Linked DNA regions of Mus musculus: region 1 is linked to region 2. Evidence: chromatin contacts called from public HiChIP or PLAC-seq data. All regions are on one chromosome and are shown on one strand. Each heading gives the region's core, a stretch centred on a gene start, on an enhancer-like site or on the middle of the called end of the contact. The rest is flanking DNA. Distances are from core to core; before and after follow the strand shown.

Region 1 (4,958 bases), core at 2,422-4,921, 630 kb before region 2:
TATATTAATAACATCTATAACAATAAAAATGATAATAATTCAGCCGGGCAGTAGTAACACTTGCCTTTAATCCCAGAACTTGGGAAGCAGAGGCAATTGGGTCTCTGAGTTCAAGGTCAGCCTCTACAGAGTGAGATCTAGAACAGCCAGACCTGTACAGAGACACCCTGTTTTAAAAAACCAAAAAGAAAATATAATAATAATAGTAATAGTAATAACAGAATTTAAACAAAGTCACATGACGTGGCATGTCCTATGATAATTTATTGTTCACTAAAGCACTTGAATAGAAACAGAAAGCATAAAAACATTTCATTGGCTCATCAAGATCCTGCCTATGAAGCCAGTTCATAGTTTCCATATGTCCCATCTGCCTACAGCAAAAACATTGCTGAAGCATGAGCCATAGAATTCAAAGTCAACTTTATCCTTGACCAAGGACATGACTCAGACACCACAAGCGTGGAAGTTTCCAAGGAGTCTCTCTGGTCAACTAATCCACTGATGTCTTCTTGGGAGTTGAATTGGATTTTACAGCAAATCTCTTTTGTCCCTTTGCTTAGAACAAGGTGTTCCAAATGCATTAGCCATAATGCAGTTAACTAGTTCTCATAGGAGGCCTTTGATGGTTACATGGATTTGCCCATGGGGACCAAGTGAGGATTTGAGCCTTGGTTCTCATCCTTTACATTAATCTTCTCTCTACAGTAATTTAAGATGTATCCCAGAAAAAGAATTAGTGACTATAACAGAATATGCAGAGAGGAGAGAGGAGCGGGTCCACTTCCTGTACTCTGATGCTCTGTCATCACATGGTGCAAAGCAACAAGATCATTTGAATATGAAATTGTCCAGATTCTTTCTTCACTTCCCAATGTGAGCAGTTCAGTAGAGAACTTGGAAGACGTGAATGGGAAGTGTTTTAACCTAAAATTTATTTTTTCCAACAGACAATGCTTATAAATGTGATATATTACCCAGTGGACAGATACAGGCTTACAGTGAGGGATTTGGGTTTTAACCACCAATTTTGGTAAGCAGTCCTGTGTCTTTCCAATTTTCAACCCTCTAGACACTGTCTTCATTTATAACATAGAGTTACTATGTTTTCCAAAAATTTCCCCAGGGAATCAGAAAAATTAAATGAGTTCATCTCTGCTAAAGTACTTTTAACTCCAGTAATACCTTTTTTTCTCCTCTAATAATAAAAAGTAAATGGTACTATTTCTCTGTAAACATTGGAAAAATATGGTGGTGTTATATTTAATCCCTAATTTTTTCTTTAACTTAAAAGTTTATGTGGCTTTTATGAAGCCACCTGCTAACTTTGTAATTTTTATGTGATCGATTAGTTATGTCCCTGATCACCCTATTAATATTTTTGATCACTAGCTAGCTACCTTATTTAAAAAAAAAAACAAATCAAAATTAAAAATCAGAAATCAATCTACACGTAAAAGATAGTTTCCTTCATCCTGGACTTCCAGTGATTTTATATAATTAGTGTCTACATATTTGTGTAGGTCATGCTCTATTATATATTGTTAAGAGATTCATCATTATACAAATAAAACTCTTGGATATCAAGTCACAGTAATATGTTACTGTAACTTAAATTTGGTAAATGAAATGTTAATAATTGCCTGTAGAACTCTATGATAGGTCCTTTTAAAACATTGATAATAACACAAGGCAGATATAAGCTTAGCATGTGTGAAGACATGAAATTGCTAAGCAACTAAGCTCTGCAAGGGAGCAAATATGTTCCAAATAGCACAGTGCTGACTTCTAAGGCAATTAGAATTTAAAGGGAAAGACAGGACTAGAAGTAGAGAAGCATTTACGCATGTAGCTCTTGTGTACAGAGTTCTTCCAGTATACTAGGTTACCTTTGAACAGGCAGGAAAAAAATCTTTTCTCTTCTTCCCTTTCCTTTATTGTTGACATACCAAAAAATGTTTCAGTATAGCATTTTTAAACAATTTACCTTTGTCACTTCTCCTTCCTGTCCCTTCTCTCTCCTCCTTCCCCATATTCTGTCTTCTACCCGAGTAGCACCTTTCTTCTTTCATAACACATCTACCCTTACCCTGACCCCTGCCCTTTCTTACTCCTCTTGATCCCATGATCTTCTACCTAGTTTTGTAGCGTATACCCATCCTTATGCCTTCTTATAAATACACACACAAACACTAAAAGTTAGGATCTGGATATGAGGATGAAGATGGTGATGTGCCTCCCCAGAATAGCACCTCCACTGCACGAAGTGAAACAAACATAAAAAACAAACAAACAAAAAACCAACAACAACAACAACAACAACACAAAAATAGAAACAAAAGAAAACAAAAACCTCTGTTCAGTAGTGCATCTAGGTACATGTTCTATAAGCTGAGCAGGAATCTTTGGGTAGTGTGAAAGCTAAGAAGGAGCCAGAGTAACTTTGAGAACCAGGAAGATAAAACCATGAACACAAGAATATGCTTAGCTACACATGATAGGGAAACCCAGGGGCTAAGTAAGATACAAAGAAAGAGTCAGCCATACTAGCTTAAGGCTAAAGTTTCACAAAATACTGTCAGGATGGTAGCAGTGGTGATATCTACACTATTTATCAGTAGATGACTTGACATAAACAGGCATGATGAGAATCCATTGGAGTTTTAGAACATTGTAAATGCCATGCTGATTCCACTTGCAGGAGAGTGTTCTCTTATAGGGAACTTCTCTGTTCTTGGGTGCCATCATATTTATCAGAAACAGAAGTTGTGAGAGAAATTGATGGGACTCTTAAGAATATAGACACTGAGTTCTTCAGACGCCCACGTCTTCAGTTTTTTCTTCTGTGCAGAGAATCCTAGCACTCTTAGTATTTGTGAATGTATTTAGATTTTGACTTCCTAGTATAGTCTGAAAAAAAGTCCTGTAGGGACCAATGTAAGTGCAGTTCTGTCTAGAATTAGAACATTGGCTAAACTCTCTCTACATACACGTCTCTTGCATCAGCTAGCAACAATGTGTGTTGATTAGGTTCCCACGAGGCAGGCCTGAGTTCATGCTGAGCATCCAGGGATGAACAAAACCACACTGACCTCTTCCTTCAGGAGACAAGGGCCAGTGAACATAATACCCATGTTTCAAGCCATCGATTTAATAATCAATTATTGATGCACCAAGTACTATGAAGACATTAGGACCTAAGATTATGTCTAGGTCCTTAAGGAATAAAAGACGAAGGTTTTGTAGAGGGACAGAAAGTATGAAGCTACCACCTTCAGACTGTCTATGTTAAATAAAAATGCAGTTTCAAAATATTTCGACTTAATAATTTAGAAGAAACCCATTTAGATGTCTCATCATCAAACAGGTCTGTTAGCACAGAAAGAATGAGATAGTGCCTCAGAGCCTTCGAAGGGAAGACTGACAGACCACAGATGAGCAGCCAGTATGTCATGTGTCACTGTAACATGGCGAGGTCCTTTGCCTTGACTTAAGGATGCCTCGAGTTGTATAAACGCTGGTGAGTGTTATAGTCTCGGAGTAAGCATTTCACTGGAAACAGTACAAGCTTAGTGTTTGGTAAGGCCTAAGGCTCTGGCAAGGAGAGATGTGTTCCTAAACATGCCACACTCACTGTTAGTGAGGAAGCACGTGTGAGAGCCAGTGTGTGATTTGTACTTTACCTCAGTATTGACTCATGAGACCTATGAGGCCGCTATATGTATTCTGTTATCTCATGGACTAGAAGTTAGTCCCAGGGTCATAATAAAAGAAGGGGGAGGCATATGCCAGCTGAGCAGTAATGGGAGGTATAGGCTAAATCTGAAAGAAACATTATTGGAATGTTTTCTATTTAGTATTTTTCTTTAATGATGTTAAGAAGGGCATCCTCTTGAGGAAACAAATGGCTTTTGCAGATGACACTGTAAAGGACACTAAAACACAAATTAGAAAAACACATATAAGCCTCAAGTATTTTCACTTAAAGGCTGATAACAGAATAAGATTCATCTTCGAAAAATGCAGACTAATAGTAACAATACATTTGGGAAAAGAAAAATAATCTACAATGCAGATACTCAGCCAGTGAGTAGGCGAGCTCTGGCTGGAATACCAAGCCAGCTACAGGGTGAACAATGTCTGTGTTTGCAATGTGATACTACAGCAAAGCAACCCAGAAGTCTGAGTGCGGCATCCATGGGCAATCCAGAGAAACAGCAGGAGGCTTTGACAGCAAGCAGAACAAGTCACTATTTCCCAGAATGGGTTTGTTGACATTTTCATAACTTTATGTTTGTAAATATCAACACCAAGTAGATAGATAAGTTCACATGTTTTACAGTGTAAAAGGAGATGCCACAGTTAGTACTAAAGAAGAAGACATGTTATTCTTCCTGACAGGGTATTTTAAAAACTGGCCAAATGTTTCATTGCGGAGTGATGACTAATGAGTAGAATACTGGCCATCAGGTTTCTTCCCTCCACTGTTCTCCAGGGACAAAGATGAAACCAGGAAACAAAGGAAGGAAGATGTCTAAAGATGGCTTACAAGTTGACTGTAACTGATAAATAGTTTATAAAATTGGCCAGAACCCTATAGAACCAGATCTTTCTTGGGAATTTGTAAATATCTTTGAGTATGTCTAGAGTGTTCATAAACTGATTCTCAAAACACATGCATCTATGAATGAATCCTTAGTAAATGTGCTGGATCATTTGTGGAGTATTATCACTATTCAACTGCTTTTCATAAGGATTCAACTATGTTTATTAATTTAATGAGTGATTTATAATTGCTATTTCTCCTGGTTGGAAAGATTATAGAAAATTGTTAGGGATTACTAACTGCTAACATTCATGCACCTTATAACCACAGTAAAGCTCTGGACCTCACATGGAAGGACAAGGCTACATTAATCATAACTGGACTCTAAGCTAAAGCAACTCTGGGCATTCCT
Region 2 (4,887 bases), core at 1,634-4,133:
TAAAGGGATAAACTTTTGTGCTTGGTAAGCCCCTAGCAGCTAGTTTCTTCCAGTTGTGCTGGGACGCAGGCATGCTTCCCACTGTTCAGAGCTCTGGCTTCTATCTGGCTGTGTGACAGAACCACACTGCCTCTCCTTCCCTACCCTCGCCCTTTTCAGAAACCTGGGCTGTTGCTTATGAGCCTCAGATCTAAAGTTGGCCAGCATCTCCACCCTGCACGACTTCCTTTGTGTTTATATGGCATTCTGTCTGTGTTGCCCTTTAGAGTAAATAAATTGTTTATGTAAAGGTTTAAAAAAAGATAAAGTTTGACTTTGAACATTAGATCTAAATATTAACTAGATAGAATTATCAAAATTCTCATCCTAAAATACTTCTGGTAGCATAGACACTAACACTTTTTATTCCTTTGTGTGATAAAATGAAGCTTTAAAGAGTGATGCAAGAACACTTTCAAACATAACTGGAAGAATAGAAATCCTTGCTCCCTGACCAGCGTTAACCCGTGCATACTGCCCTCTAGTGTCACCTCCTGGGAAAACACCCTGAAATTTGTGTATGAAGCTCACTTACCAGATCCTCCATCATCTCCATGTGCTCCGTTTCCTAATTCTAGGTCCCAGAATTTGACTAGAATAATTTCTTTGACAGTATATCTTCACTGTGGTCTCTTCCAAAAGGTTTCACTAAAGCATCCTGAAAATTAGCTAACTGGGAGAGAAATGTGTTCTAAGTCCCCAGCAAATACTCCTTCGGTTGGAGAGCAGAGCCCTTTTGCCGTTCTCAGCTCCTTGTGAATCGACAGGTGTTTTCCAAACTAAAAGCAGAGTAGGAGAGAAACTTAACATGACTCAGGGCATGTGCACAGAGAACGGAAGGTGCCGGTGGCAGCAGCCACTTCCACGGCTATACTGACATCTGCAGGCATCTGAAGAGCAGCTTGCTGTCACCGTTAGTAACTGCTTGATCAAATCTACCTAATAAAAACAAGGCAACACAGATACTATCCCGCAGGTGATAATGGGAAGGGGTCACAGACAAGTCATTCCTGCGGGTGAAAATGGATAGTAACAGGCCACACTAGTGCAAAGAAGGACAAAGACGGTGTTAACGACAGATTTACCACTAGCGTCTGTGAAATTCTTCAGCATGATTTAGTACTTGATAGAGTCACATATCTCTCCCTTGCCAAAAGCACTTGCCCGTGCTCAGTTCTCAGCTGCTAAGGTAACAGAGACAGTGCTGGGCACTGCCCTCAACTCTGCTGGCTTTCTATCTTTTGAGATGATGCTCTTCCATCCCAGGCCACAGACCTCCTAGCCACACGGGCTCTGTGGACAGTGAAGTCAGGGACCTGGGCTAGGGTGCTCAGGCATAGCAAGCCAAAGCCTACAGTGTAATATGTGCAGTGAGTGCAGGGGACACAGTGAGGGCATTGGGTACTGAGGGGCAGGAGAGACAGACAGTGAGAACAATGGGCCCAGTGGGCACAGTGGGTGCAGTGTGCAGTGAGCGCAGAGGGTACAAAGGGGTACAGTGGGTGTAGTAGGGTCAGTGGGCTCAATGGAGGCAGTGTGTGCAGTGGCTGCAGGGAGTGTAGGGCTACAGTGAGTGCAGTAGGTGCAGTGGGTTCAGTGGGGCAGCGGGGACAGTAGGAGCAGTGGAGGCAGAGGGCACCGTTAATGCAGTGGATGAAGTAGTGGGAGCAGTGAGTGCAGAGGGTGCAAGGGGATAGAGTGGGTATAGTGGGGTCAGTGGGCACAGTGCGTGCAGCGGAGGCAGTGGGTGCAGTAGAGGCAATGGGTGCAGTGGGCACAGTGGGGGCAGTGGGAACAGTGGGCATAGCAGGTGCAGTGGGCTCAGTAGATGCAGTGAGAGCAGTGGGCACAGTGCATGCAGTGGAGGCAGTGGGCACACAGGAAGCAGTGGGTGCAGTGTGCGCAGTGGGTGTAGCAGGCACAGTGCCTGCAGTGGAGACCATGGAGACAGTGAAGGCAATAGAGGTACTGGGGGTATGGAGGGTGGGCGTAAGAGCAAGCTCTCCTGAGGGGACTCTCTCCAGAGGACCTCACAGAAACTCGGAATAATTCTAAAGCTGGTTCCTGAGCTGTGAGCTGATAACTCCTTTCTCTACACGGGGAGCCACTCTGACCAAGAAACCCTCCCAAAATGTTTGCTTGTTTCCATATAAAATCAAGAGGAAGGTCCTGACAGAGTTCCCTTTACAGGCCAGCCACACAGAGTGTGGATATCAACCTAAATACTTCCCAGAAACCAACACACACATAATTAGGGTAACCGTTTCCAGCGCAGCTTTTCTGTGTGTGGTGCTGGGGGTGGAACCCAGAGCCCTCAAGTGAGCCAAGCTGAACTCTCCACCTCCCTCATAAAAATGTTAGTCCTCGTGTAACACAGGAGTAAAAAGAGACCATGCTCTCCTTACACAAGAAGAAGCTTTAAAAAATGTGGGGGGAGTCTCCGTGTCTTCTGAGTACATATCAGAAAGACAGATTTGTAAACCACGAGGCTAAGGTTAAAATTCAGATTAGCCGCCTGATGAATGGCCGACACTTACGACTGTAACCCGCAGAGCAGAATACATCCACCTTTCAAATGCGTTAAAGTGTAATCTTACCAGACAGACTTTGTTGTGTCTGTGACACAGGGCACTTTGGAAATGTTACTTCCTACCCTTCTCCTTCTTCCTCGTGTCTCAAGGTCCAGCCTGTGAGTCTCAAATCTCGTGGAGGGACAGAATTGCCACTCTCTATGTACTGTGAGCTCCCAGAGGAAAAGAAGCTGCTGGCCAGAACACAGCGGCTCCCATCCTCATGGACTAGCCTGTCTGCAGCATGACTGGGGCAGGATCCTTTCCAGCCCTGGAAAGGACCGCCGTGAATGAGGACACCCAGCCAGGGGCTAAGACATGCTCACAAACCTCACCAGCCTCCTCTCCTGAACTCCTGCTAGAACCTTCTCACTCTCACCCCATTTTTCTTCTGAACAGATCGTTCTCTGGCCTCTCGGTTTCCAAATTGACATTTCTCCCTCTCCTAGTCTGTTCCTAATTAAAGAGCCGGACAAGCCTGGTTTGCTAACCTCACAGAGGCTTCTACTCTGACAGCTCTCTGCTGCCCCCTCTTGTCATCATGTGGAACAGCTTACTCTTGCCACAAAACTCTTGATTAGGTTGGCCAGGGCAGCTCTTTCAGTGTTTGGCATGGGGGCGGGGGGGGGGGGGGGGGGGAGTATGTTCAGGACTAGAAATACAATAGGAAGTAAAATGGCAAAAGCCCTCATTTTTGTGAAGCTCACAGCACAGTAGGAAAGGCACCCAGCGATCAGTCACATGGTAAATGTTACATCAGAACTCAGAGGACTTGTGAGATGTTTTAAGGGCAGGCTAGACCTGGTCAGCAGGTTAGAGGAGGTGTCCTAGGGTAGTAGTGATACAGGCTGAGATTGAAGGATGAGTGGATGAGTGGAACAAAGAGAATTAGGGAGTAGAAGGAACATTCCAGAGGAGAAAGCAGCAGTGTGGTTTCAGATAGCAGGTAGCATGGTAATTACACGAGAAGAAAGGAAGTCAGCATGGATAGAGGCTGCGAAATGGGGAGCGAAGCAGCAGAAGAGGCAAGCAGCTGCATGCAAGACCACTAGAGCGTGCTGGGAGGAGGCACTGACCAGGGAAGAAGTTATGGTATTCAGGGGAGTCCGTGAAAATGGGCAAGAACCAGTATGCAGAGCTGAAAATTAGGAGAGATTGTGCTAAGGAGAAAGAGACAGCTCTGACATACTTTTGTGCAACTTTGGATATAAGAGAGCAACTGCTCATGGCCATGGGAAAAGGAACTACAAGTTGTGTTTTCTTTTTCATTCTCTTTGTTTTTGCTGTTGTTGTTGGTTTTCAAGAAAGGGTTCCTCGGTGTAGACCTGGCCCTGCCTGTCATGTAACTCACTCTAGACAGCAGGCTGGTCTTGAACTCAGAGATCCGTCTGTCTCTGCCTCCCAACTGCTGGGATTAAAGGCGTGCACCACCATGCCCTGGATGGCAGTCATGTTTTCTTTTTCTTTTTTCTTTTCCCCCCAATTTTTTATTAGATATTTTCTTCAATTACATTCCAAATGCTATACCCTCCCCCCGCCCTGATCCCCTACCCACCCACTCCCAATTCATGGCCCTGGCGTTCCCCTGTACTGGGGCATATAAAGTTGCAAGATCAAGGGGCCTATCTTCCCAATGATGGCCGACTGGGCCATCTTCTGTTACATATGCAGCTAGAGACATGAGCTCTGAGGGTACTGGTTAGTTCATATTGTTGTTCTACCTATAGGGTTGCAGACCCTTTCAGCTCCTTGGTACTTTCTCTAGCTCCTCCATTGGGGGCCCTGTGTTCCATCCAATAGATGAGAAAGACTATACACACTGTATAGCAGTGGTCTTTGCTTTTTCAGTGGGAACTAAATCTCTGGACTCCTGCTATGGGTGAGTGAAGATGAGAATGACGTCTTGGGTGCACCTGGAAGTGGAGTCCAGATAAGATTTGGCCTGGTCCCCAGTGCGTATGTGGTACTTCAGAGTGCTAATAAGACTTACTTACTGCATTCTGTGAAATAAGTTCAACTCTATGATCTCTAAGTTAACCCCTCACATTCTACCATATCGAGAGCAAATCAATCGTCAGCTGAGAAACGGAAACTGCTGCACTCACCTTGTTATCAAGACAGACAGCCAGAAAGAAAGATTGTTTTTAAACCACCACATGAAAATTCATCACATCCGGTGACTATGATTAAAAATACTACATTGAGTAAACTTAATAACACTTAAGAAAAATATTTTAAATGTGACTAGTTTTATTTCTAATTTCCCAGGAACGTGTGA

The links. HiChIP or PLAC-seq counts read pairs in DNA pulled down with a chosen protein or histone mark.
Region 1: an H3K27ac HiChIP or PLAC-seq map of embryonic fibroblasts shows a contact between it and region 2, with 6 times the contacts expected there. The contact joins two enhancer-like sites. A contact is called at or near these places in 3 of 484 Hi-C or Micro-C datasets (adipose-derived mesenchymal stem cells, embryonic fibroblasts and uterus) and 3 of 115 datasets of contacts at active chromatin or transcription factors (the NIH/3T3 cell line, astrocytes and embryonic fibroblasts).

Annotation. Positions count from the first base shown.
Region 1 is chr8:31,841,549-31,846,506 of GRCm38.p6, reverse strand. All of the region lies in intron 2 of Nrg1 (neuregulin 1), which reads left to right. Among named protein-coding and RNA genes, the nearest start is that of Nrg1, 75 kb to the left of the region's middle. Within about 2 kb of position 3,671, at least 32 of the 459 cell types and tissues checked have an H3K27ac peak or open chromatin away from gene starts, as enhancers often do. A contact at or near this core is called in embryonic fibroblasts, where this site is marked.
Region 2 is chr8:31,209,772-31,214,658 of GRCm38.p6, reverse strand. The region is part of intron 3 of Fut10 (fucosyltransferase 10); the gene reads right to left. It also overlaps the pseudogene Gm8051. Among named protein-coding and RNA genes, the nearest start is that of Fut10, 25 kb to the right of the region's middle. Within about 2 kb of position 2,883, at least 38 of the 459 cell types and tissues checked have an H3K27ac peak or open chromatin away from gene starts, as enhancers often do. A contact at or near this core is called in embryonic fibroblasts, where this site is marked.